Regions from separate parts of the Ovis aries genome. Here region 2 is linked to region 1. A link is a contact called in public Hi-C data. All regions are on one chromosome and are shown on one strand. The core of a region is the stretch at or near the end of the contact, and the rest is flanking DNA. Distances in the headings are between cores, read along the strand shown. Region 1 has its middle 11 kb from the start of TRNAW-CCA. Region 2 holds the start of GRAP (GRB2 related adaptor protein).

Region 1 (5,600 bases), core at 457-2,956:
GAAATCTTAACCCCTGGAGCACCAGGGAGGTCCCAGTAGGTATTTTATATGTCACCTCATTTAGTCTTCACAACCTGAATTCTTCATGGAACTCTGCCTTTTCCTATGATTGTATGGTCTGTCGGTCCCCATAAATGGCTGCTCTCTTGCTCTTGGTACATCCCATGCCCCACTGGCCCTGCCTCACCCTTATGCTATGCAAAAGATTGCTTCCTTTTTTTTTTTTTTTTTTTTTACTATTTATTCATTTATCTGCTCAGGTCTTAGTTGCAGCATACAGGCTCTTCATTTCACACAGGGACTCTAGCTGTGGCTCATGGGCTTAGCTGCTTCGTGGCATGTGGGCTCTTAGGTCCCTGACCACAGATTGCACCTGAGTCCCCTGCATTCTTAACAACTGGACTGCCAGGGAAGTCCCTGCATCCCCGTCTTAATCTGCAAGTTTAATAAGGAATCGCCAGCATGATCAGGCTGTGTGTGTGTTAGTCTCTCAGTCGTGTCTGACTCTTTGCAACCCCTTGGACTGTAGCTTGCCAGGTTCTGCTGTCCATGGGATTCTCCAGGCAAGAATACTGGAGTGGGTTGCCATTGCCTTCTCCAGTGATCAGCCTGACCCCCAGCTAAAATTTGTTCTAGCCAAAGGACCAGAATGGCTCCAGTATGTTTGGTCATCATCAGGAGACATCAGCCTTCATGACTGTTGCTAACCCAGAGCTGTGTGGAAGTCCCCCTGTTGACCAAGGGGGCTTCTAACATCATGCTCCCTACAACTGAGAGCAGCCCCCTCCAGTGAAGACCGCTGCCACGACCTGCTTGCCCTCCCCTGTACTCAGTGGGGTGTTGCTCCCGGACCTTTGCCTCTGACCTGTTAAGGTGCCCATCCAAAAAACACTGATGCCTCTGTCTGTCACTGTCTACAGGCTCTTCCATCTCACTGCTGAGCAGTTACAAGTACTGCAGGACTGAAGGATACAGGTTAGCAAGTCTTTCTGCATTTTCTTCCATTCTTTCTCATGTGAAATAACTCCCCTGGAGGAGCCTTGTGCTATTTTTTAACTTTCCCAGAAATATTTTTCTGCTTTGGGCTTCCATTCATATTGTCACAGTATAAGGACTTTGCCATTTTTACAGAGATATTTTTGAATGTTTAATCTGTTGTTCAGTCTATCTATAGCTTCTCTATCTGAAGGGAAATGTTCCTAAGAATAAAACAGGAATAACTGTAGGCTCCCAAAATGCTTCCAAAAATTCCAGCCCAGGACCAAGGGCCTCAACCTACTCCAGAAAAAACACCAGTAACCCAACCCCAGGGTTCCTCGCAAAAGAACTGCACTCTCCACACCTTTGGGAGCTGAGAGTTCTAAACTCTATATTTTAAAATATTTATTTTTGGCGGCATCCGGTCTCAGTAGTGGCACTCCGGCTTCTCCCCACTATGGGGCACAGCCCAGGAGTTGCAGCGCACAGGGTGAGCTGCCCCACAGTATGGGGTATCTAGTTCCCCGGGCTAGGGGTAGGGGTTAGGGTTAGGGATGGAACACGCACCCGCTGCACTGGAAAGTGGATTTTTAACCACTGGACCACCTAGTTCCTACACTCTTAACTCAGTCTCTTTATGGGTGTTTCCAGAGGCTCAGTGCGCTCCAGGCTCAATTTGTCCCCAGGCTGTAGCGCGGTCCCGCGGGCCATCAGTGTCCTCTTTGTGCCTACGCCGCCCAGCCCAGCCCAGCCGAGGGCAACGCTCCTCTGGGCCTCACCCCCGTCCCGCTCCCCGGGAGGGAGGCGGCAGAAGGTTCCGAGGCGCAGGTGGATCCGCAGGACTCGCAGGCCACGCCCAGGCCTGGCGGGCGGTGGGAGGTGGGCGAGGCCGGGTCTCAACCCCCAGGCGCAAGACCCTCGACCGCAAGGAGGGCGCACTTAGGCGATGAGCTCGGCCTCTAGCGCCCGCCGCACCTGCCGGCAGCCAATCCCGAGGCGGCTCCGCGAACGCCTGGATGGGGTGCGGTGACGTCATGCACCCAGTGATCATCCCGGAAGTCCGCCAACCTTCCCTGCCCCCTCCCGGCTCGATCCCCAGGAGTCCGCGTGTGTCCTGTACGGCGATGTCTCCAGTTTATTGTTCACTTCATCGTAGACCATATCGAAGCCAGTTGCCCGACGACGCAGATGAGCTGGCTTAAGAGGAAAGCTGGGAGGGGAATCTGAGGGCACAGAAAATGAGGCGCTGTGCGTCCGGGTCAGGTCTAATTGGCTGCGAGTGTGGATTCTGGGAGTCTGCCCCTCACAGCTCCCAGAGGAGAGTGAACACCGTACCCGCCGAGTAATTAAGACTGGATGAGAATTGCAAATGTTGTCCCTGAGGACCCTAACCTTCTCTGTGTTCCCAGCGGGAAGTCCACGAAGGGGTCTGTCTGAGTAGTGAGCTGGGAGAGATGCTAGTCACAGCAAGGTTTCCTGACGCCCCAGGACTGACCTGCTGCTCCTTCCCTCCACAGTCCATCTGAAGTCACTGAGCTGGAGGACGGCTACTGCCCACATTCTGAGAGTGTAATCGAATGGCTTTCGAGCTGGGCTGCCTGGGTGGAGTCCCTACCTGTCACTGGCCCTCGCGTGGGTCTAGGATGTGTCTTAAACTCCCTCACTCTCACCTCTAGGTATAAAGAGGACCGACAGTGGGAGCCTCACTCAGGGCTACTGTGAGGTTAGCATAGGAACCAATAAAGTACTCTGAACATACCTGTGCTCTGTCAGTTTTTTTCATGATTTAATCCAATTCTTTTTTTATTATTTATTTGTTGGCCACACTGCGAGGCAGGTGGGATCTTAGTTCCCTGACCAGGAATTGAACCCGTGACCCCTACAGTGGAAGCACAGTCTTAGGGAACCACCAGAAAAGTCTCTATTCAGAGATTCTTGAATCAGGCAGCATTTCATCCAGCACATGAGAAAAAGATTCAAGGAGCTGTACAGAATGAAGGCTTTTACAGGCAAAAGGGGACTAGGAAAAAAAGACAGTTTCTAAGAGTGGATTGCTTTAAGCAGGGTCACCTTCTTTTGAGGGGGGGGTTCCATCATGCAGATACCTAATTCCAGCTGACTGGTTAAAGGTCACATTCATGGGAGACACTGCGAGTGCAGTTAGTTTAGATAGTAAGTATTTGTGTGCAGGTGACTCCATTTTGGGACCTGTAGTTTTTTTTGTTTGTTTGTTTGTTTGTTTTAACAGACCCAACTCCCTTCTCAAGATCTATGGTGGGATCGGGAATAGAAGTCACAACTCTGAGTGGGAAGTTAGATCCTATATTAGATCCCTAGGGCTGCTGGAATGAAGAACTACAAACTGGGGGCTTAAAACGCCAGAAATTTATTCTCTCCCGGCCTGGAGGCCAGTGGTCTGAAGCCAAGGTGGCAGCAGGGTTAGTTCTCTAGGAAGCTCTGGGGGAGCATGTGTTTCATGCCTCTTTCCTGGCTGCTGGGGCTGCTGGCAGTCCTTGGCCTGTAGCTACCTCTGTCTTCATGAGACATCTTCAATTCTGTATCCCTGTCTCCGGTTTCCCCCTCCTTCCTCTTAGGAGGACTTCAGTCAAGGGAACTGTGACCTACTTTAAATCCAGGACGATCTTGAGACCCTTAACTGGATTATGTCTGCAAAGACCCTATTATTTCCAAATAAGGTCGCAACTGAGGTTTATGGTGGGCGTGCCTTTTTGGGTGACACTATTCAACCCACTGCAGACTCATCTCTTGCTTGCAGGTGGCCTTGGACTTTGGGCATTCCTGATCTTTAGTTTCCTTACTAGTTAAAGGAGATGGGGTCTTTGTCTGGTCTGTGTCACTCATTCAAAGTCTGTGTTAAGCACCTTTTAGACAACTGGACTCTATACATCCTGGGCTTCCCTGGTGGTGATGGTAAAATGTCCGCCTGCAATGCAGGAGATGCGGGATCAATCCCTGGGTCAGGAAGATCCCCTGGAGAAGGGAATGGTTACCCACTCCAGTATTCTTGCCTGGAGAATTACACAGACAGAGGAGCTTGGTGGACTACTGTCCATGGAGTCGCAAAAAGCCAGCCACAACTGAGTGACTGACATGCTCTATACGTCTTGACACCTCATGTGATCTCTTGGTAATGAACAGAAGACTCAGGGTGATGGCAGCAAGATGGCAGAATAGGAAGGCTCAGCCCTCATCCCCAACAGAGACACCAAATTAACCCTAGAAACACCAAAATACCTTTAGGAGAACCTCAGAAACCAGCTAATAAGTTGCAGTGCTGTGCTTAGTTGATGTGTCTGACTCTGTACGACTCTTTGGACTGTAGCCCACTAAGCTCCTTCATCCACAGGACTCTCCAGGCTAGGAGACTGGAGTGGGGGTGCCATTTCCAAGAAGCTGTAGTCCCCCAGGCAAATGCAGAGTCAACAACAGCTCCACGGAGAAGTGTAAGAAGAGCCTTTCATTTCCTCTGTGACTGCCCACCCACTGGCTGGCGCGGCTTGTCCCAGGGTGTTGGGGAAGAGAACATAAGACGTGGACCAACACTCCAGGCTTTTAGAGGGCTACTCGAGGGACTGGTGTCTGTCTCTCCTGACTCCAGGGCTAACGGAACTAACGCAGTTTGGGGGTCTGGAGGTTGCCGAAAGCTAGAAGGAATGAGGGCAGTTTTCAGCAGCACTAGCACCAGCGGGGCCCATGGTGCAGCACACGGAGGCCAGGGCAGCTTGGTGCGATCAGGAGGACATGCCTGACTGAGTAGCACCCCCAGGAGGGAGAGAGAAGAGCAGAGCATGAATCCAGCCAGCATTCTGAGGACTGGTATCTATCTCCCAGGCTCTGGGGAGCTAATGGACAGCTGGCATACTTCAGATGCCTAAGGGTTGCGGGGGAACAGAGAGCCAGGGAACATGCAGTCCCACAGAGGCACACTAGAGGGAGCAAAGGCCTACGTGCTCCTGGAGAAGAACCCAGCAAACCTAATTGGGAAGTCACGTGGAAGAAGTTGCAGGCAGGCCCACAAAAGGTTTCAGAGACACCAGAGTCTCTAGCTGTGCTGATTGGTGAGTGCATTCCCTTGTAGAAAGCCTGGGAGAGGTGACTTTTCTCAAAGCATAAAATTCAGCAAATACGTCGGGAGTGGGGGTCCGAACCCAGTGTCCCCTGTGAGATGAAGGGGAGGCGGGCGGCAGTGCTCAGTGAAGGTGGCCACGGGGCCAGTGGCCCACGGTGTGGTGGGGGCGACCCCTGATTCCCGGGACCACAGGCTGTTCGCACCCCGCTGCGCCCGCGGGGGAGGAAGGGTGAGCTAGAGGAAAACATAAGGAAGTGAAAGTGTGGGTTGCTGTTGAGCTGTCCTTAGCTTCAGGAGCCACGTGGGTCTGGTCGGGAGAGCAAGCCTGGTGGATCCTTTTCTGAAGGAAGAAGAATAATATTTATTCCTTAAACTATGTAGGGTGCTTGTACTTGGGGTCCAAAATTGAGGTGCACAGGAGTATGTAGAATTTAAGCCTTCTCTCAGAAGTGTATTGGTAGAGTTAAAGAAGACAGCCAACCAAAGGTCATCTGAAATTGTGACTGGCTGATAATCCCTGGACAAAATCAGA
Region 2 (5,667 bases), core at 159-2,658, 160 kb after region 1:
GTAGCCATTCCCTTCTCCAGAGGACCTTCCCCCTCCAGGGATCAAACCCAGGTCTCCTGCATTACAGGCAGATTCTTTGCTGTCTGAGCTACTAGGGGAGCCCCATATATAATATATATAGTGATTTATTTAAATATATAGGATATATGCAATTTTATTATTTTTTTCCTGTCTCTGTCTGTGGAGAGGCCCTGGGAGCAATGATACCTCCACCGTAATAAGCATACCCAATACCGGCTCAACCTTGGGTTCTAACATCACTTTCCATTAAAATCATCCTCCCTCTGCCCCTCAGGAAGGGCTGGTTCTGGGTCTGAGGCAGAAGTCCTGGAGGAGCCTGGGATGTGTCATCAGATAGATGGGAGGTGCTCAGAAAACCACGGGGATTTGTCAAAAGGACAAGGGGCATCTGGAAGGGGTCCCACTGACCAGATCTGAGACAATGTAAGCATCAGCAGAAATAATAGTAATGGATCATAATCTTTACTATCTGAAAGCAAGATGTCACCTTATCAATATAAATAAAGGAAGAAAAATTATTTTTTTTCCAACAAAAATATAAAACCAATCTGACTTCACGCTGATTCAGCCAGTCCCCGTCCAACACCCCAGGGCTCTTCCTTACTTTCTTTTTGGGACCGTGGTCACCCTCCTTCCCTGCACAGCAAACTCCATCCTCCGTCCTTGGTTCTGACAGCTTCACTGCTTTAAGTGGTTTACGTTCTTTCCCAAGAGACTCAGCCTCATCCCAGAATTGCCACACCTATCTCACCACCCACAGCAAACCTAAGCAAAGGTCCACACTTATTTTCAATCCTTTTTGGACCTTAGGCTCACCATTCCACTGAAGGTGCCCAGTGTTTAAACCAGAAGAGGCGCCTTCTGAGCTGGGTATTGATGGATGAATAGGAGTCTCCTGGGAAGAGAAAGGGGAAGAGAGGCCATGTGTTTGGAAAGGCTGGGGGGCGACTTGGACATGTGAGGTGTTCCCCCTGCTGTGGCTGCAGTCCAGGTTTGTTCAGAGGGAAGGGGAGTAACAAAGAATGAGTCTGGAGAGGTGGGGTGGGGAGGAGTAACAGGGAAGGCCCTGGTGGTTGGGCCAGGAGCTTCGGGTCAATAGTGGGTCACAGGGGGCATCAGAGTTTAGAAACTGTGGTGGATGGATTGGTAAATGAGTGGGAGTGGCTGCGACCACAAGTTCAGCATCCTTGCTGCTGTGGAGACTCGGTTTTATCATCTGTAAGGTGGGTGCAGGAGGAGGACCCACTCCCAGGGCTGCTGGGGGACGCCCTGGAGTCTGAGAGGGGCCTGTGGCTCACACCTCCTGTCTGGGACATCTCTGCTTCCTGTTTCTCCGTCAGGGGAAGTCTCGGTCTCAGCTTCAAAAGCACAAACACGCTCTCAAAACAAAGGAAGCTGGTCCTCAACTGCGGAGGAAGCAGGAAGCTGCCGGCCCTGCTAGCAGCCCAGCTGCCGGGGCTTGGGGACGGCGGTATGGAGTCTGTGGCCCTGTACAGCTTCCAGGCCACGGAGAGTGACGAGCTGGGCTTCAACAAGGGGGACACGCTCAAGGTAGGGTGGCCGGGGCTGGCCGAGCTGTGCCTATGTGGTATGGGGGGTGCTTAAAATCAGGGCCCTGATGGCCCTTCTAATAGAGTCTAGTCTCTGGAGGAAGATAGGCCCAGCTTCTCCAGCCATTGGCTACGTGACTCTGGACAAGCCACCTTCTGCCTCAGATCCTCAGTTTTCCCATCTGAGAAATGGAGAGTTAGTTAGTGCTCCCTCCTTTAGGAGCCATTCTGAGAATTCAGCGTAGTGAGTGGCAGGGGCTGATTCAACACCCAGTTTCCCAGGAAAGAATTTGAAATGAGTTAGAGAGAGAGAGGCAAAGAGACCGAGACAGAGAGAAGGTCTTGGGAATTAAGTACACACACTAACCTATCGGGGATAAAACAACTGTGACTAAGGGTCTACATGGGCCTACCCCCAGGTGAGATGAGCCTCAACGCTACGCAGCCCCCTCGTGGAACCTCTGTGAGGAGCACATACCCTCCAGGGCAGAGGGGTTTCCAGGCTCTCTCTCTAGGGAAGTGTCCCTGCTTACATGCCTGCATCTGGAAGCAGAGCTCAGGGCCCTGATTTGGGAGTGTCTGGCACAATTTGGGCGCTGGAGCTGCCATCAAGTCCTGCTCAGGAAGCTCCGTGGGCCCCAGGCTCCACGCCGGCTTGGTAGGCATGAGACCGGCCATCCTTCCAGTCTGAGCCGGGGCCCCGCTCCGCGCCGCCCCAAGCTTCAGGCCTCAGAAGGGACAGCACCTCCCGTAGGCTGACCATGTATGGAGCCAGGTCTGAGCTTGGCAGTGTGCTCCAACGTCCGCTTAAACTGCTGCGGCCCCATTTTGCAGGTGACTAAGAAAGGCCCCCAGGCACCATGACTTGCTCAGTGTGGGGTCGAATGTGAACCCTGAACCTGGGCTGGGGCGAGAAGCTGACAGTTCTAAGACCACATCATTTTGAGGAAGTTCCCCCTTATCTGTGCTGGGATGCTGGCCCTTGGCCCCCTGGGTGGCCTGCAGGGGGTGTTGACCTGAAGACGTGTGGTTACTTGAGGGCGGGGAAGGTTGGCACCAGGACCAACAGGCCAGTGCAGGAGACTCTGAGATCTAGGTCCAGCTCACAGGCCTTGTTAGCCAGTCTGAGAGAGTTTGGGTCTCTAGTTCCAGACTCCGGGGCTTGGGAGAAAGTGGAATCACGAGGAATTTGGAATGGGGTGGTCGGTCAGTGCTTTTCACCTGAGACCTGTGATGGGCAGTGTGGCGGGGAAGGATCTGTGGGGTCCCCCAAGGGAATCACTGTGAAAACTATGACACCCCCTTCCCTCCTGGATGCCTGGGCTCACTACCCACCCAGAGACTGGCCGAGTTCCCACTAACCCTGGCTGGAGCGCTGGCATCTCCTGCTGTGTTTGCTTCTAACCCGGGCTCCTGAGGGCAGGGACATAAACCAGTGCCAGCACGGGGCAGGCCCTCAGCAAAACACGGGGTGTCAGAGGAAGGAAGGCGGGATTAAGATGTTAGCCAAGACCCAGGAGGGGACCTCTCAAGGCATGACAGGCCATGGGAGGGGCTGCCTTTTCCTTCTTTCATGCAACAAACCCTTGCTGCCCTGTGGAGCATTGTCCTGAGTGCTGAGGCCACAGGCAGTGGACAAAGCCCAATCCCTGTCCTCCCAAACCTGACATTCCAGAGGGTGAGTCATGCCAGGAGGTGACAGATGGATGGAAGCAATCACCCGGGAAGATGGAATGCAGAGGGTGGGAGGGGCAGGGGGACAGCTTTAGACTGGGGGGGGGGGCGGTCTGGGCAGTCTCTCAAAAGAAGTGACACCTCAGCTGAGATCTGAAGGGTGAGCGGGACCCAACCACGCAGAGAAGAGGCGGGGGAGGAGAGTGAAGGAGGAGATGCACCCAGCGGGGGTGGGGGTGTGAGTGAGTCTGCAGCGTGGATTCAGCCTAGCTCCGTGCTCCACGATGGCATAAAATATCACACAGTCCCTAAAAACGCCATCTGGGGAGGGGTCATTTAACAACTCAAAAATGCTCATGAGGCAACATGAAGTGGCAAAAAGGCAGAATACAGAGGAATATACACAGAGAGCCAACTCACACGTACTCAGTAGATTTGAGTTTAAGGGATGGGAAACTGACATTCTGCAGGTGAGAAAGGGAAAGCTAAGCCTCTTAGAGGCACCGGATTCGTGCCTAGGAGAAAACACCAGAATGTCCTGAGGAGTTAGTCCTTGGTCCTGGGAGGCGGGCCATCAGCAAGTCCCACCTCCTTGTTCATGCCCCTGCCTTTCCCTGAGGGACAGGGATGAGCAAGTGGGCCTTCCAGGGTCAGACAGGGCCCTTCCTCACGGTGGTGCAGGTGCCAGGTCAAATTCTGCCTTGATTTAAGGTTTTGATGGATTTTTTTTTTTTGCATTAAATTTTAAACAGTCTAATTTTTAGAACAGTTTGAGGTTTACAGAAAAATCGAGAGGATAGTACAGAGGTAGTCACATCTGACACCACACGCCCACTCTCACCCATGCACACCCTCTCCTGTGGTAACATTTTAAAGTATCAACTTGGTTCATTTGTTACTTTAATAGACTGATATGGATACATTATCATTAACTACTGACAGCATGAAAATTTTTAGCATTGATTTTGATTTTTTAACATATTCTCTTAAAATACTATTTACGTTGATTCGTGACATCCTCGGAGCTCCCTAAAATTTTGCACTCAAAGTGCCTCCCCCACCTCACGTGGTCTGGAGTCCGATTTCTGTAACTGCAAAAGTTCGACGCAACAGCCCTACAGCCCTGCAGCCCGGCAGCCCTGCTCTCTCTCCAACGCCCATTTGGTGACTGAGCATGCAGGGTGTCCATTCACGAGCGTGTTTCCAGAGCACCAGCTGTGAGCACCCAGTGGACAGGCAGATCCCAGGCCCTGGGAGCTGGCAGGACGCTGTTCTTCCAGTCTAAGAGCTCTGCTCTTAGACGACCCTCTGGACAAGAAGCCCCAAATGTCACTTCCCTAAAACATAGCTCCATCCCAGGAGCAGGCTGCTTTGGGTGCACAGTACCTGGCTCTCCTGGCTAGAGGAAAGATGTGGGTGCTGGCTTACCTTTACCTCTTTATCGACAGCCTGGCCCCCAGAACCCAGACTCAGGGCGCCCACGGCCTCAGCACCTCCACGGGGACGGCCGGTGCGCCCCAGGTTGGACACAGCCAGCCCTCTGCTCCCCACCTGCCCCCGCAGCTGTTCCATAGCACCCGGCAGCCACACCCACCCACCAGCACCCAGGCCCAGAATTTGGGGGTGGTCTTGGCTGCTTTCTCTGCATCTCAGAGCCAGCCTGTCAGCAGCTCCCCCTAAACCATCCCTAATCTGACCACATCTCAGTCACCCCAGTCCAGGGCCCCATCACCGCTCACCTGGGCCCAGCTCCTCACATCCCTCCCTCCAGTCCACAGCCTGGTCTCCACACAACAGCCACAACCCAGAGCCTGACCTTCCCCCAGTGGCCCTCAATGGTTTCTCTTGTTTGTTTTTGTAAATAATTTTATTTATTTATTGGCTGCGCTGGGTCTTTGTTGCTGCGTGGGCTTTCTCTAGTTGCGGGAACAGGGGCTACTGTCTGGTTGCTGTGCTTGGGCCTCGCATTGCTGCAGCTTCTCTGGTTGCTGAGCACAGGCTCTGGGGCGCGGGGGCTTCTGTGCTTACAGCTCGCGGGCTGTAGGGCACAGGCTCAATAGTTGGGGTGCTCTGTGGCGTGTGGGATCTTCCTGGATCAGGGATCGAACCTGAGTCTCCTGCATTGGCAGGTGGGTTCTTTACCACTGAGCCACAGGGGAAGCCCACTTGTCTTGGTTTTGAAAATAAAAATCTGAAGAGCCTCCTCACTCCCACCAGAGTACGATAACGTCCAGGTCTCGCCCTCCCTGTGCACCTCACGGCCTGGCCCCTGCCTTAGCTGCAGTCACACAGCTTTCCTTTCTGCTCCAAGGACAGCTCGCTCCCACCTCAAGGCCTTTACACTGGCTATTCCTTCGGCCATGGACACTGTTCCCCACATCCCATGTCCAGCCTTTCCTATAATTCGGGCCTCAGCTCACAT

The links. Hi-C and Micro-C count contacts between places; a contact is called where the count stands out from the background.
Region 2: a contact with region 1 is called in a Hi-C map of liver, with 3 times the contacts expected there. The contact joins the promoter of GRAP here to the enhancer-like site in region 1. A contact is called at or near these places in 7 of 16 Hi-C or Micro-C datasets (hypothalamus, liver, mixed tissues and 3 more).

Annotation. Positions count from the first base shown.
Region 1 is chr11:33,788,730-33,794,329 of ARS-UI_Ramb_v3.0, forward strand. It overlaps the pseudogene LOC101109285. Among named protein-coding and RNA genes, the nearest start is that of TRNAW-CCA, 11 kb to the left of the region's middle. Within about 2 kb of position 1,707, at least 43 of the 54 cell types and tissues checked have an H3K27ac peak or open chromatin away from gene starts, as enhancers often do. A contact at or near this core is called in hypothalamus, liver, muscle and 1 more, where this site is marked.
Region 2 is chr11:33,944,202-33,949,868 of ARS-UI_Ramb_v3.0, forward strand. GRAP (GRB2 related adaptor protein) reads left to right here and starts at 1,409. Exons shown (of 4, transcript XM_060394842.1): 1 at 1,409-1,572. The coding sequence starts at 1,495.